Regions from separate parts of the Bos taurus genome. Here region 1 is linked to region 2. A link is a contact called in public Hi-C data. All regions are on one chromosome and are shown on one strand. Each heading gives the region's core, a stretch centred on a gene start, on an enhancer-like site or on the middle of the called end of the contact. The rest is flanking DNA. Distances are from core to core; before and after follow the strand shown. Region 1 holds the start of VEZT (vezatin, adherens junctions transmembrane protein). Region 2 overlaps FGD6 (FYVE, RhoGEF and PH domain containing 6).

What was found. A called contact is a pair of places that touch in the nucleus more often than the background predicts.
Region 1: a contact with region 2 is called in a Hi-C map of an unstated tissue, with 3 times the contacts expected there. The contact joins the promoter of VEZT here to the enhancer-like site in region 2. A contact is called at or near these places in 4 of 11 Hi-C or Micro-C datasets (blastocyst, liver, skeletal muscle and 1 more).

What each region holds. Positions count from the first base shown.
Region 1 is chr5:24,864,016-24,870,219 of ARS-UCD2.0, forward strand. VEZT (vezatin, adherens junctions transmembrane protein) reads left to right here and starts at 4,944. Exons shown (of 12, transcript XM_059886849.1): 1 at 4,944-5,108. The coding sequence starts at 4,956. It overlaps FGD6 (FYVE, RhoGEF and PH domain containing 6), which reads right to left and starts at 4,665. Exons shown (of 21, transcript XM_005206128.5): 1 at 4,442-4,665. The coding sequence starts at 4,457.
Region 2 is chr5:24,785,968-24,792,344 of ARS-UCD2.0, forward strand. FGD6 (FYVE, RhoGEF and PH domain containing 6) reads right to left here. Exons shown (of 21, transcript XM_005206128.5): 9 at 1,277-1,327. Among named protein-coding and RNA genes, the nearest start is that of NR2C1, 29 kb to the left of the region's middle. Within about 2 kb of position 3,999, at least 9 of the 102 cell types and tissues checked have an H3K27ac peak or open chromatin away from gene starts, as enhancers often do.

The DNA of each region.
Region 1 (6,204 bases), core at 3,694-6,193, 79 kb after region 2:
TTATAACCACAGTTCTAGCGCATTTAAAAGATGACCATAATTCCTATGGTAGCAATTCTTTCTTGACATTATATTAAAAGGACTTAATAAGCACCTTATAAGCACTGTGTTAGATTTCGGCAGATCTGCTCTAGCCTATAGGAACCTAAAACTTTACACAAAAGGCCTATAAAATGAAGTTACATAGTCTGAACATCCACATTTTTTAAAGTTCTTTTAGTTTTTCTATCTATACTATCACTTTTCACCCTCTCATATTTCTTAAAAGACTTGTGGTAAAAAAATATTTTTAAACCTTTCAAAATATCATCTGCTGGACACTGTTTATGTACTTGGATACACAGAGGCTTTGATTCTTCAGTTGGTGGTGAGTTTCTTTTCAACAAAGGAAATTAGTCACAACACTCCAATTCGGGAAGGTATTACAGGGACACAAGTAAGGAGAAAAAAAAAAGTAGGGTGCTCTACTTCCTTTTTACCAACCAAGGAAGAATTTCTCAAACCTCTTCAACTAAGGTCACCTGATAACAGATGCCTTCTCATTTAATTCTTCAGTATAATGTTATAATAAAAAAAGATATGAGGTAGTTCCCAAATGCCTTAATACAAATTCCCAAAGCCATGCAATTTCAGTTAAATGTTCAATAAGCACGTTATTATTTTGCTTGTTCTTTTTTAGGTAGAAAATATTTTAAAACCATTCAAACCCTAATGATAAAGCTTTGTGTCATGGTCTATTAAATTAAACCCTTGACCTATTAAGTAAAGTCTTAAGAGAAAGTATGACTGCCCTAGGCTTCTTCCTAACCTCCCATCTTATTCAAGATAAGGAAGACTGGCAGACTGTCACACTGATTTCATTTCTGTAACCATTCTGAAAACATCCTACCTCTGGGCATTTTGAAGGAATAAAAAAAAAAAAAGTTTTGCAATGTGGAAAGAGTTCTGGAGACTGGCTGCACAGCAGTATGAATGCACTTACCACTGCTGCTTTGTACACTTAGTATAGATGCTAAATTTATGTTAGGTTATCTTACCACAGCTAAAAACCCAAAAAAACAAAACAAAACACCTCTGATCTCATTAATCTTTTACTGAATCTTAAAGCCTGTTCAGAAATTTCAGGGTCATTCACTCAATCAATTTTTGCTATTTCAGTTCAATCTTTTTTTTTTTAATGTTTGGTATTAACTTTACTCTTTTCTTTAAATATGTTTTGTACAGGGTCTGCTTCCAAGAATCATAAATCTCTTCCTGTTCCAGAAACTCAATTAACTACATGAACTATGGTTGATTACCAACAAATACAGCACAGCATTCTGTACCTAACTTGCTCAACACATACTCGATGAATTAAAGAACTGTGAACTTTGGCCTAGTTAACGCTGTTTTGGAGGAAACCAATAATGTAACTGGGAGAGCTGACTAACCTAACCGTGTGTTTTTATGCAGAACTGGTTGCCTCAGTTTCCTTACTTGTAAATGGGGGATTTGAACAGATTACTCTAAAGTCTAAATGACTTTGAGGTGATACGTCTGAGATACCTGCTTCAGGAGAACCCTTAGATTCCGGAGCCCTTTGCCCTGTGTGATTTTTCTTCGGTGTACCTCCCTCTGTCTTCACCACAAGGAGACAAGCTCCAGGAGGGCAGACACTTTGTCTCTCTGCTGTATCCCCAGTGCTGAACACTAGGCCTGGGAACAGACAGAGTTGCCACACACACATAGTCTTTACTATGTCTCAGTAACAAGATATTTCTTTAAAAAAAAAAAAAAAAATCAATACCATTTAAACATAGAATAATAATATGTTTGTAGGAATCAACTTCAATAGGATTACTAAGTTCTTAATTATTAGTAGGAATAAGTGTTCAACTAAGTCAGTAGCACAGAAATATTTGAAATTCATCATTATTTTCAGTGGCTCTATTTTGAAAGAAACACAAATCAAAAAATAACAAGCCATTATGAGACGGTCTGCTCCAATGTCAAACTTGCAATAAATCCAGCACCTTTGGATGTTAATACTGTATCAACAGTCAGACTTGAAACTTTTTAGAGCATAGCAGCAAATCTTTTATTTACACAGCTGTTTGGCTCCAGGGAAAAATAAGGTAAGAGTGTAAAGCACTAGTAACACTATTCTAACAATTACAAACACACTCGTCATCTATTACACACAGATGGCTGCAGCCCACTTGCAACACTTTGAGCTACTAGACCAGCCAAAAAGCAAAGCACAGCGCACGTACACTGAGACCTGTATGTGTTCATAAAGGTATAAAATACATTCCTATAATTAGCTCTCTTTTTCTCAGACACTGATTTTAAAAATTCTAAAATCTCTATGTGGGCCTACTCTTTTACAGATGCAAAAAAAAACAAAGCAAGCTCTTCTTTAGAATACATATAATTTAGATATTCTACATTTTTCTTATGTCCTTAAATTAAGCCAACCAGCCCAAACAATACCACAGATTAGGTTCAGTGTAAACAAACATCTCCCCCAGTTGCCAATAATGTTCCTAAAGTTTTAATGCATTTAAATTTTGTTCCAAAGAGCATCATAAACAGCTTGTAAGAATGATGAACACATAATTTTGTTAGAAGATGGGCAGTTCTTTTCTATATTCCCCATTTAGACATGAGAAAAAGTTATAATAAATCTTAACAGATGGGCAAACAAAAAAGTCGTCAATGCTTCTCAGCCAGCTATGCTAAAAACCAACTAACTCAGCTAAACACAGGAAGTGTCCCTCTTTTAAACACCACAAAAATGTCTGGATTTCTTTAATTGTAAAGTTGATAAATATAAAAATAGCCTGAAATATTTGAGGGTCATTCAAATGAAATAATACAATTCCAAACTGAGACCTAGATCAGGTTTACATATTTAAATATCAATTAAATGCTTCTGTATCTGTTCATTTATAAACTGTTGGGACTGGAACTGAAAGTTGACACATCCAAGGTACGAATTTGAAATGCGTTTGACAAAGGAAGGAAGAGTTAAAACAGGCTGGAAGGATTTTAAAATCTCCAATAATTTTAAATCTAAATTTAAATTAAATTTGGCTTGTTCATTACACTGAGGCACAGAAATTTAGGATGAAAATACTTCACCTCAAGTAAGTGGAAAGGCTTCCTTTGGTAAGGAAAGAAGAGTTTATAAATAACGTAATTCTCAGTATATGATGACATCCTCTACACACACATATAACATCAAAAGGGAAGATCCACAACATCTTCTTCAGAAATACTACTACCGGAACACTGCTTTCCTTGCTTTCTTACTCCTATTGGCTAACTTCTCAGCTCCTTAGTTTGTAATCAGATTACACCTAGCAGTACAACCTCTAGCATATCTAGTCTTCAGAAAGAACACAAATCAGAACATTCAGGGTGCTGTTTGACAGTTTCAAGTTACAGAAATTTAAAACAAATGCCAAGAAAAGCTAAGAAAATTTAATCTGATACTTAACTGCTGATTCTAGAAGTAACTTTGAAGTCTTACACTGTTTTACTATTAAATGTATAATGAAGGTTTATTGCTTTCAATGTGGGCGAAATTGTTATTTAAAAAAAAAACAAAAATTAAAAAAACTTAATACTGAATACATTATTAAGTTCTAACTTAAAAGTTAACCTATGTTATTATAAGTGAATATAATACCACTTCAGTAATTATTTCGGAAAATAGGAACTGTTCCTTCTGAACGTTGTCCATAAAATTCTTCAGAGTGCACACAAAGGTAATACAACTGGCTTTGCCATATGGATGAAGGGAAAGGACCAAGGAAGGTAAACAGAAAATAAGGCTTTGTGTACACTAACCAGGTAGACACAGGGGAAAAAAGTGCACAGAAAAACCGGGTGGAGATGAACAAAAACCTTGGCATCGGCAGGCAGTTCTACTCCTCTGATTCTTAGATAACAGGGGGAAACCCACCAGGACAGCAGTAACAATGTCTAAATCTCTTCACTAAGGGTCAGGGTTTCCAGTCCTCACTGAGGTTAAAGCCACACAGCCTAGTGGCTAAGTTCAACACTCCGGGAACGCTGCCCTTTCCTAGAATAACTGATTTCTTAACATGGGAATCTAAACTATTTTCATACGCAAAGGCAAAGTCGCTCAAATTTTAGGAAAGAAAAATAAATGCCCTCTTTACATTTCCCGTTTCTCCTGGAGCTAAGAGACCCCAACAAGGTCTTCCTTTAAAGGGAGGTCCCAAGAGACACATGATTTCCAAAGAGCCCCTCTTAGGCACGAAGGGACGAGAAAATCCGGCAGCAAACACCGTCTGCTCCGCACTTGCCGCAGTCCCGGAGAAAGGCAGAGGGAACACTACTAACCTATCCCGGGGGAGAAAGCAGCTCCGAGCCCCAAACCTGCAGCGCTCGCTACAAACTTTCCAGCGGCAGCTCGAGCGCCGTCACTTACCTGCAGCAGAAGTCATGATTCCCCAGTGCAGGTCGCTTCCCAGCTCGCCCCCCTTAATCCCCGCGCCCCTTACAGTCCATTGTTTCAAGAATTTGGGAAGAAGAGAAAAACTCCCACAGAGCCCACATTCCGTCCGGAGGGACCGCGGCGCGAGCGCCGCACAAAGGGAGCTGCCTGCCGGCTCTAAGGACCCGGCGGCGCTCCCCGGCGCGAGCGCCGGCGACGGGCAGGCGGGCACGAGCACCGAGCAGCGGAGCTCCCGGCGGACGTACACGCGCGCGCACGAGCAGTGCTCACCGCGGCTTCGCCAGTGCGAGGCCTTCTCCAGCTCCAAAAAAAAAAAAAATCAGAGCTCCAGGCGCCCTCTGCTAGTCGCGGCCGTAAAAGGCGGACAAAAGCCCCAACCTCCTCCAATCAGAGGGCCCAAGTTTTACCCCGTTCCCGGCCCTCCCGCCCACATGCTCAAGCTCGGCTCCAATGAGCGGGCTTTAAAAAGGGGCGTGAGCTACAAGGCATGATGGGAATTGTAGTTTTCTGCACACAAGGACTGGCAGAGGCAGACGCTTGGGTGCAGCCTGTTCTCCCGCCTTCATTTCCCATCGTGCTGAGGCGGGTGGCATGGCGGAGAAGGATGACACCGGATTTTGACGAAGAGGTGGTTTTTGAGGTAAGGGGAAAATGGCGGTGCGTGTGAGTTGCCTTTGTTTGAGAAGGACGAGGGAGAAGGCGAGAGGGCGATCGAGGGAGCGACGGATCGGGTGACGCTCCTGCCGGTCTTGGTCACCGAATCTCGTCGATTTCCGGGCCTACTGTTGGCCGCTGCCTGACAGGTGTAGCCCGAGGCGCCCTTGCCTCGCCCAGTCTCTGCCTTGGGTCCTCCCAGAATTCCCAGCCTGGCCGGTGAACGCGAGCCCAGCTTGTTCCTTCCCGGGTGATGGATACGCCTTGGCTGGGTGTGGGGGTGGGGTAACTGCTCCTGGTTGGGGCGGGGCCCAGTCGTGGATTTTGGGTACTCGCCCATACGATTTAGCCTCCCCCTTTTTCGTCCTTGATTTTTTGGGGTCAATATCAAGAAGTGCCCGAGGTCACCGTTCACTGTCGAGGCGTGGCTCTTCGAGTGGAGGCAGCAGGTGCTGGTTTTCTAACGTGGTTTAAGATCTGTGTGTGGGACCTCCTGTGGGTGATTAGGGCCGGGGCGTCTCAGCGTCTAATTCTTTTGTCCTTTGCTGTTGCTCTAGGTGTAGCTGTTTCTTCTGTTTCGAGGCTTTGGTGAGAGTGCTTTTGTGTGGGGACTATTTTAAGACGTTCTCTGCCATCTTGAATGAAAAAAAAAAATTCTAGTGTTTCTGTTGCCGTTTATCTATCAGACACAGGCGCAAACCCACACCTCTGTATAAGGCATGTGTATGAATGCTTTACCAAAGTCCATTCATCCAACTTGCTTTTAAGAAATTTAAGAAAAGAAAGAGCTCATTCTTTACGAAAAAGAAGCTAGACAATAAATAGTGCAGAATGGTATATGTTGAAATATATGCAAACTGTCATTGGAGGATTGGTTTGGAAACTGCCGTCTGTACTCGGAGACGCTACACCCAGTAAGTGGATATTGGAGGTGGGTCTTGAACTGTAAGTCTGTTTAGAGAGGTGGAAGGGAGAAAATGCATTCTGAAGAACGAGAACAAAGTATGCCAAGCTTGGGAGGTGTGAAGGTATCTGGTGCAGATTTTTCCAGGACTTGAGTGTGAACTGTCACTATGTGAAGC
Region 2 (6,377 bases), core at 2,749-5,248:
GATATTTATCTTCGTGATGTCCATTCTTCCTCTCGTCCACCATCTCCAGTCAATTCATCTCTGGTTCCGCTTTCCTCTAAGTAGAACTCTGCCTCTTCAATTCTCATGCTTTGTTCCCTCTTTCAAATGATTCTATGCTGCTCAGCGCATTCTTACTTTAAAGCTATCTGCTTTGTTCTTTACCTGAAGGGTATCACAGACGTCCTTCTTCAACTAAACTATGTTCACCAAAGACAAGAAGCATGTTCTATCCCCCACTCCAATCTTTTCCTTTAAAAAAGCACCCTTTAAAGCACAACCCTTGTGAAAGAAGATGTTAGAGAAAAAGAAGTAAAATGATTAATAGAATGAATAAGAATCTCTACAAAATGGGTTAAAGACCTTTCAGCTTTGTAATCTGATAATGTAAAGGAGGATGCACAAGAATGTGATCAAAATTCATAAGATGAACGTAGTGGAGATGGATTTGTCTAGGGGGTTTCTGTAGATTGGAACCAGGGATATACCTATGACATTCAAAAGAGGTAGTTTGGGAGTAAACAGAAAAAAACACTACTATCCCAAATGGAATTAAATCCTTGTGTGTGTGTGTGAAACAGAGAGAGAGAGGGAGAGAGACAGACATACTTGCATGCACATGCGCGCGCACACGCGCGTACACACACACACACACACACACACACACACACACACAGTGGATTATCCCATGAATATCAGTGAATCCCTTGTACTGTACTAGACTATTTCCGATAAGTACTATTGGGGTAAGGAGTGGAAGGATGGCAAACCTAATGCCCATCTTTAAACAGTCCCAGAATAATAGATTATTTTAGACCTTACCTCTAATTTGTATTGTTTGGTCACTTCAGGGACTCATGATTTTAAAGCCTGAAAGGATGCTGCAGATCAACTGGTTCAATCTCTGCCTTCGAAAGCTGGTGGACATTTACTGAAGGTGAACGCACCCTGGCACAGACAGACTGAGCCCAGGAGGACGACGCTTCCTGATCACACACTATGCTGGGACCACCCTCTCAGGAGGCTGGCTCCCATGGCTGCCTGACCATGGGCATCTTTGGTCCCTATAATTTCACCTGCTTCCAGGCCACTAACACTTTATCTAGTTCTATCTTCATCTGCCCAAAACAGAGTTTAAAAAGGCTTGTTATGAATAAAACACAGTTTTGTATATGGGTTTTGTTACATTTTTACTTTCTAGGTCCAAATGAATGTAACATAAAAACTTCTAACACTTAAGACCACAGAAATCATTTACCTTGAGTGTCTCTGTAATCTCCAGAGTCTTCTAAGAGATTTTTCAAATAATCTAGAAAAGGTGAAAAAAATACATATATAGTATTTAGTACAATAAAGCACTAAGGAAAAAAAAATTAGTCAGCCTTATTAGTCAGACCAATAAGTCAGCCTTATTGGTTAGTATACACATTCATTCTGGTTGTGCTAACTTTCTAAAAATGGAAGAATAAAGCCCTGGGGTCAATTTGAAATCAGGACACAGAATCAGAGCTAAGAAAGAGCCTACAGGTTGCACTGGTGATTTTAGAGATGAGTAACCAGGCTACTGAGGACACGTCTCACCCAAGTAATCCCACCTCTTTGTGGCACAGCCAGGATCAGAATCCAGGTCTCCAGATGACCAGCTCAACACTTTTACTCCAACACACAGTAAATACCTTAATCCCAAGATCAGATGTACGTCTACTTCCAAAATTCAAGCATTAATAAATTGAATGCCTAAGGGACTCAGATTCATCAATCTTAAGAGTCTAATAATGCCCAGAATACATACCCAAAAAATGCAATATGTGTGTCTAGACCAGTGGTTCTCAAACGGGGGCAACTTTGCCCCACACCCACCTCCCAAGACATTTGAAAACGACTGAAGATATTTCTGATGATCACAACTGGGTGAACGGGGACACCACTGGCATTGAGGGGTTAGAGGCCAGAGATGCTGCTTAACATCTGCCAAATGCGCAGGATCATCCTAATGTCAACATTAGGGCGTTGTCAACAGGGCTGCAGTAAAGAAACCCTGGTCCAGATGGTCTGTAAATGAGCGACATGGTACACAGCAGCTCTTGCAACACAAAATAAATTAAGGCAATAGGTTATATTTAATAAGTCTTTAACACCAAGGAATATTGCTGGATTTCAAAGTGACACTTCCAGTTGAGAAATGCTGAACGACTTAACTACCAAATTAAAACAAATCCCATTTCCTGTAATTTCAAGACCCCACTACATGGTCCCTGTTGACTGTTCTGATTTTCTTTCTTGCTACTGCCTTACACCAGCCCTTTGTTCTTATTAAAATTTGATTCTACACAATTTATTAAACACTTCCTATGTGTTCCCTGGCTCTATACTTTTTGTCTTTAATGCACCCTTCTTCTGAATCCTTTCTCTGTCTCTGCATATAAAAATTCTACTCATAATTCATCAAGGCTCATCTCAAATTCCTCCTCCCCTACCAAACTTTCCATTTGAAAGAAATATTCTTTCCCTTTGAATAATATAACACAGCAGTTACTCACTGTATGCCTTCTATCATTTTTTTTTTTCATTAGATTCAAGGCTCCTTGTGGGCAGGGCCTGCCCACATCTGATACCATCTTTCTCTCATACCACTTAGCCAGAGACGTGGCATACAAGGGACAAGAAATACTTAATGATTTTTTTTTTTTAAAGATTTTTTTCATATAGGATTTTGTCTTAGTGGGTAAAAGGCAGTAAAAGCTAAAATCAATCCTAATTCCTGTGGGAGCTTAGAAATGGAAAGAGGAAAGGCATATTAAAAGACTGAATGCATTTTATCAGATCCAGTCTCCACTAGGAGATACCGCAGATGACATTAAGCCTCTCTGAGCCACAGCACAGGTTCTATCGTTCCAGAGACCATCACACCACTTGCGCTCCCCAGGTGGCGCTAGTGGTAACGAACACGCCTGCCAATGCAGGAGACCTAAGAGATGCAGTTTCGATCCCTGGGTCAAGAAGATCTCCTGGAGGAGGGCATGGTAACCCACTCCACTAGCCTGGAGAATCCCATGAACAGAGGAGCCTGGCAGGCTACAGTCCATGGGGTTGCAAAGAGTCAGACACGACTGAAGTGAGTTAGTACCATGCAATCTCCACTTAGCAATATTATGGAACAAATATAATTTCATCCCATGGATTTATGAAGTCATGCTCAAAAAGGCACAAAGAGAAACTTGGATATTGGTGCCAGCTTTTCAAACTTAATAGATGACATAAACATACACACCCAGCTGTTGAAACTATACGTCTTTGAGACACTGATCTAAGAACCTGTGAGTCTAGACATGCACACTGTAACTACCCAGCCCTGGCAGTGAGTCACCGTGAGATACTGTGGGAGACAGCACTAAGCTTCTGTGAGCCACAGCAGAAGTTCTATCTCACCAGAGGCCATCACAAGCAATTTAGATCCCAAACTAATCCGAACACACATTGGAGAGCATTCTTCCAATCAAATAAGAAAGTCTCCAAAACTAACAAAATATATTGACCGTACACTGTACTTAGCCTCACCCAGGGATGAAAAATGAATTTAATCTCACTCTGACCCCATCAGAATGCATTCCCTGTATAAGTCATCTTTTGCGAATTCAAATATTTAATGTTTCCATGAGAGTGACAGGGTTAGGAAGAAAAACGTACTCTTTTTAGGCTACATCATTAGTCAAAAGGGATGTTCCTTTAAGCCTGGGGGAGCAGAAGAGCACATGAACGAAAGCAGATTTACCTAAGCATCAGATTCACAGCAAGTTCCTATTTTGTCTTTGATTCTTATTCGTTAATACAGAAACATATCTATGCAAACTGAGACATTTCTCTAAACCAAAAGCGGTCACTGGAGGTTGTCTGTATTAGGAAATCCTGACCTCAGAATCACTATGCTGAGCCTGATAAGTTTCTGAGTTGCATTTTCTTCCCTTGTACTCAAGTTCAGCTACTGCTCGCCAACCTAAACTTTTAGGAACAAAGTGGAAAGACACAAATTGGCTGGGCAAAAACCCCACCATGAAGCTGTTGCAAAATCATACTATTAATCAAGAAGATAATGGGGTTAGGTTTACTTTCCTTGCCAATTAAAAAAAAAAAAACAACTTAAAATTCACCTTTCAAAATTCAGCTTTCCAGAAGTGAATTTTAGAATTTCAACTTTCTAATGTATTCATCTGTATTTTCAGGTTATCTCATTGCAGTACATCTTCCTTTTGAGAACTTTTACCTTTTCTAGGAAGACCCAACCATGAGCCCCTCAGTTAAGAATCACTCCATGCCTTAACTACAGAATGAGCAGGAGACTGATCACCCTCTGAGTCAGATGGAAGGAGCAATGAAATCACCAGCTGTCCCAGTGACTGTCATAAGCCAGGTGAAACACAGGAAGGGAGACCAGACAGACACGCCTGCATTGGTCATGTGGAATTGTTCACTACATATCATTTAGGTCCTAGTATCCTGCTGGCCACCTGATACGAATAACTGACTCATTTGAAAAGACCCTGATGCTGGGAAAGATTGAAGGCGGGAGGAGAAGGGGACAACAGAAGATGAGATGGTTGGATGGCATCACCGACTCGATGGACATGAATTTGAGCAAGCTCCAGGTGTTGGTGATGGACAGGGAAGCCTGGTGTGTTGCAGTCCGTGGAGTTGGACACGACTGAGCAACTGAACTGAACTGATCCCGCTGGCGATCATTTTAAAAAATGAGAACACAGGAGTCATTTCGATTTGCCATGTTAGATTTATAGTATTCCATGTCTTTCCTGTTTTCAACAAACGAAGCAAAGAATTTTTCAAAACTTCAGTAATAAAAATGCCTCAAATGCTATTGAAGTTATTTATGTCAAAGAAAAACAGGCTGGTGAGGTCTGCATGGGCACCACAAAATGTACTTTCTGGCCACCAGGTGGCACCCTTGATTAATAAAGGTTAATTAATCCCCATAATCACCATCATCCAACAGTAGCAGCACAAAACTAATTTAGCATGTGCAGCCTCAAGGATTAAGCAAGTGAATTTTGTCCTCATATATCAGGACATAGTCTTTCATGTTCTCATAAAAGAATGAGAACCTAAAAAACACCATATCTTGTTAGAGCTCTAAGTGTTCAATACATGAACTCCTAGTAAGCCTTACCATTTCTTGATTGCCTCATCAATGAATAAGCAACTTAAAGCAGAAAACTATTCAGAGGTATAGTAACCATTTCCTAAAGAAGAGTCATCTGTGAGAATCGGGGACTTTTTAATTCAACAGCACCCAGTCAGATTCCTGGACGCTTTGCTCAGAAACGGTTGATGGCAAAGAACAGAGGAAATGAGCATATACAAAGGGTAGAGTTCCAAAGTTGAGCGTTTCAAATTTGAGAACATGGTTCTATGGTGTCAGGTATCCCTTTAAACACAAATGCTAAACTATGGATTGCAGGAGGACCAGGAGCCTGATTATTTACTCTTATATTACCAGCATCTAATAGAATATGCAATAAAATTGCATATTCAGCAAATGTTTCCTGAATTTATGATGGACTAAATGACATTCCAAGTCCAGTTCTAATTGTTGCTTCCTGACCTGCATATAGGTTTCTCAAGAGGCAGGTCAGGTGGTCTGGTATTCCCATCTCTTTCAGGATTTTCCACAGTTTATTGTGATCCACACAGTCAAAGGCTTTGGCATAGTCAATAAAGCAGAAATAGATGTTATTCTGGAACTCTCTTGCTTTTCCGATGATCCAGCAGATGTTGGCCATTTGATCTCTGGTTCCTCTGCCTCTTCTAAAACCAGCTTGAACATCTGGAAGTTCACGGTTCACGTATTACTGAAGCCTGGCTTGGAGAATTTTGAGCATTACTTTACTAGCGTGTGAGATGAGTGCAACTGTGCAGTAGTTTGAGCATTCTTTGGCATTGGCTTTCTTTGGGATTGGAATGAAAACTGACCTTATATGCAGAGTACATCATGAGAAACGCTGGGCTCGAAGAAGCACAAGCTGGAATCAAGACTTCCCGGAGAAATATCAATAACCTCAGATATGCAGATGACACCACCCTTATGGCAGAAAGTGAAGAGGAACTAAAAAGCCTCTTGATGAAAGTGAAAGAGGAGAGTGAAAAAGTTGGCTTAAAGCTCAACATTCAGAAAACAAAGATCATGGCATCCGGTCCCATCACTTCATGGGAAATAGATGGGGAAACAGTGGAAACCGTGTCAGACTTTATTTTTGGGGGCTCCAAAATCACTGCAGATGGTGACTGCAGCCATGAAATTAAAAGATGCTTACTCCTTGGAAGGAAAGTTGTGACCAACCTAGATAGCA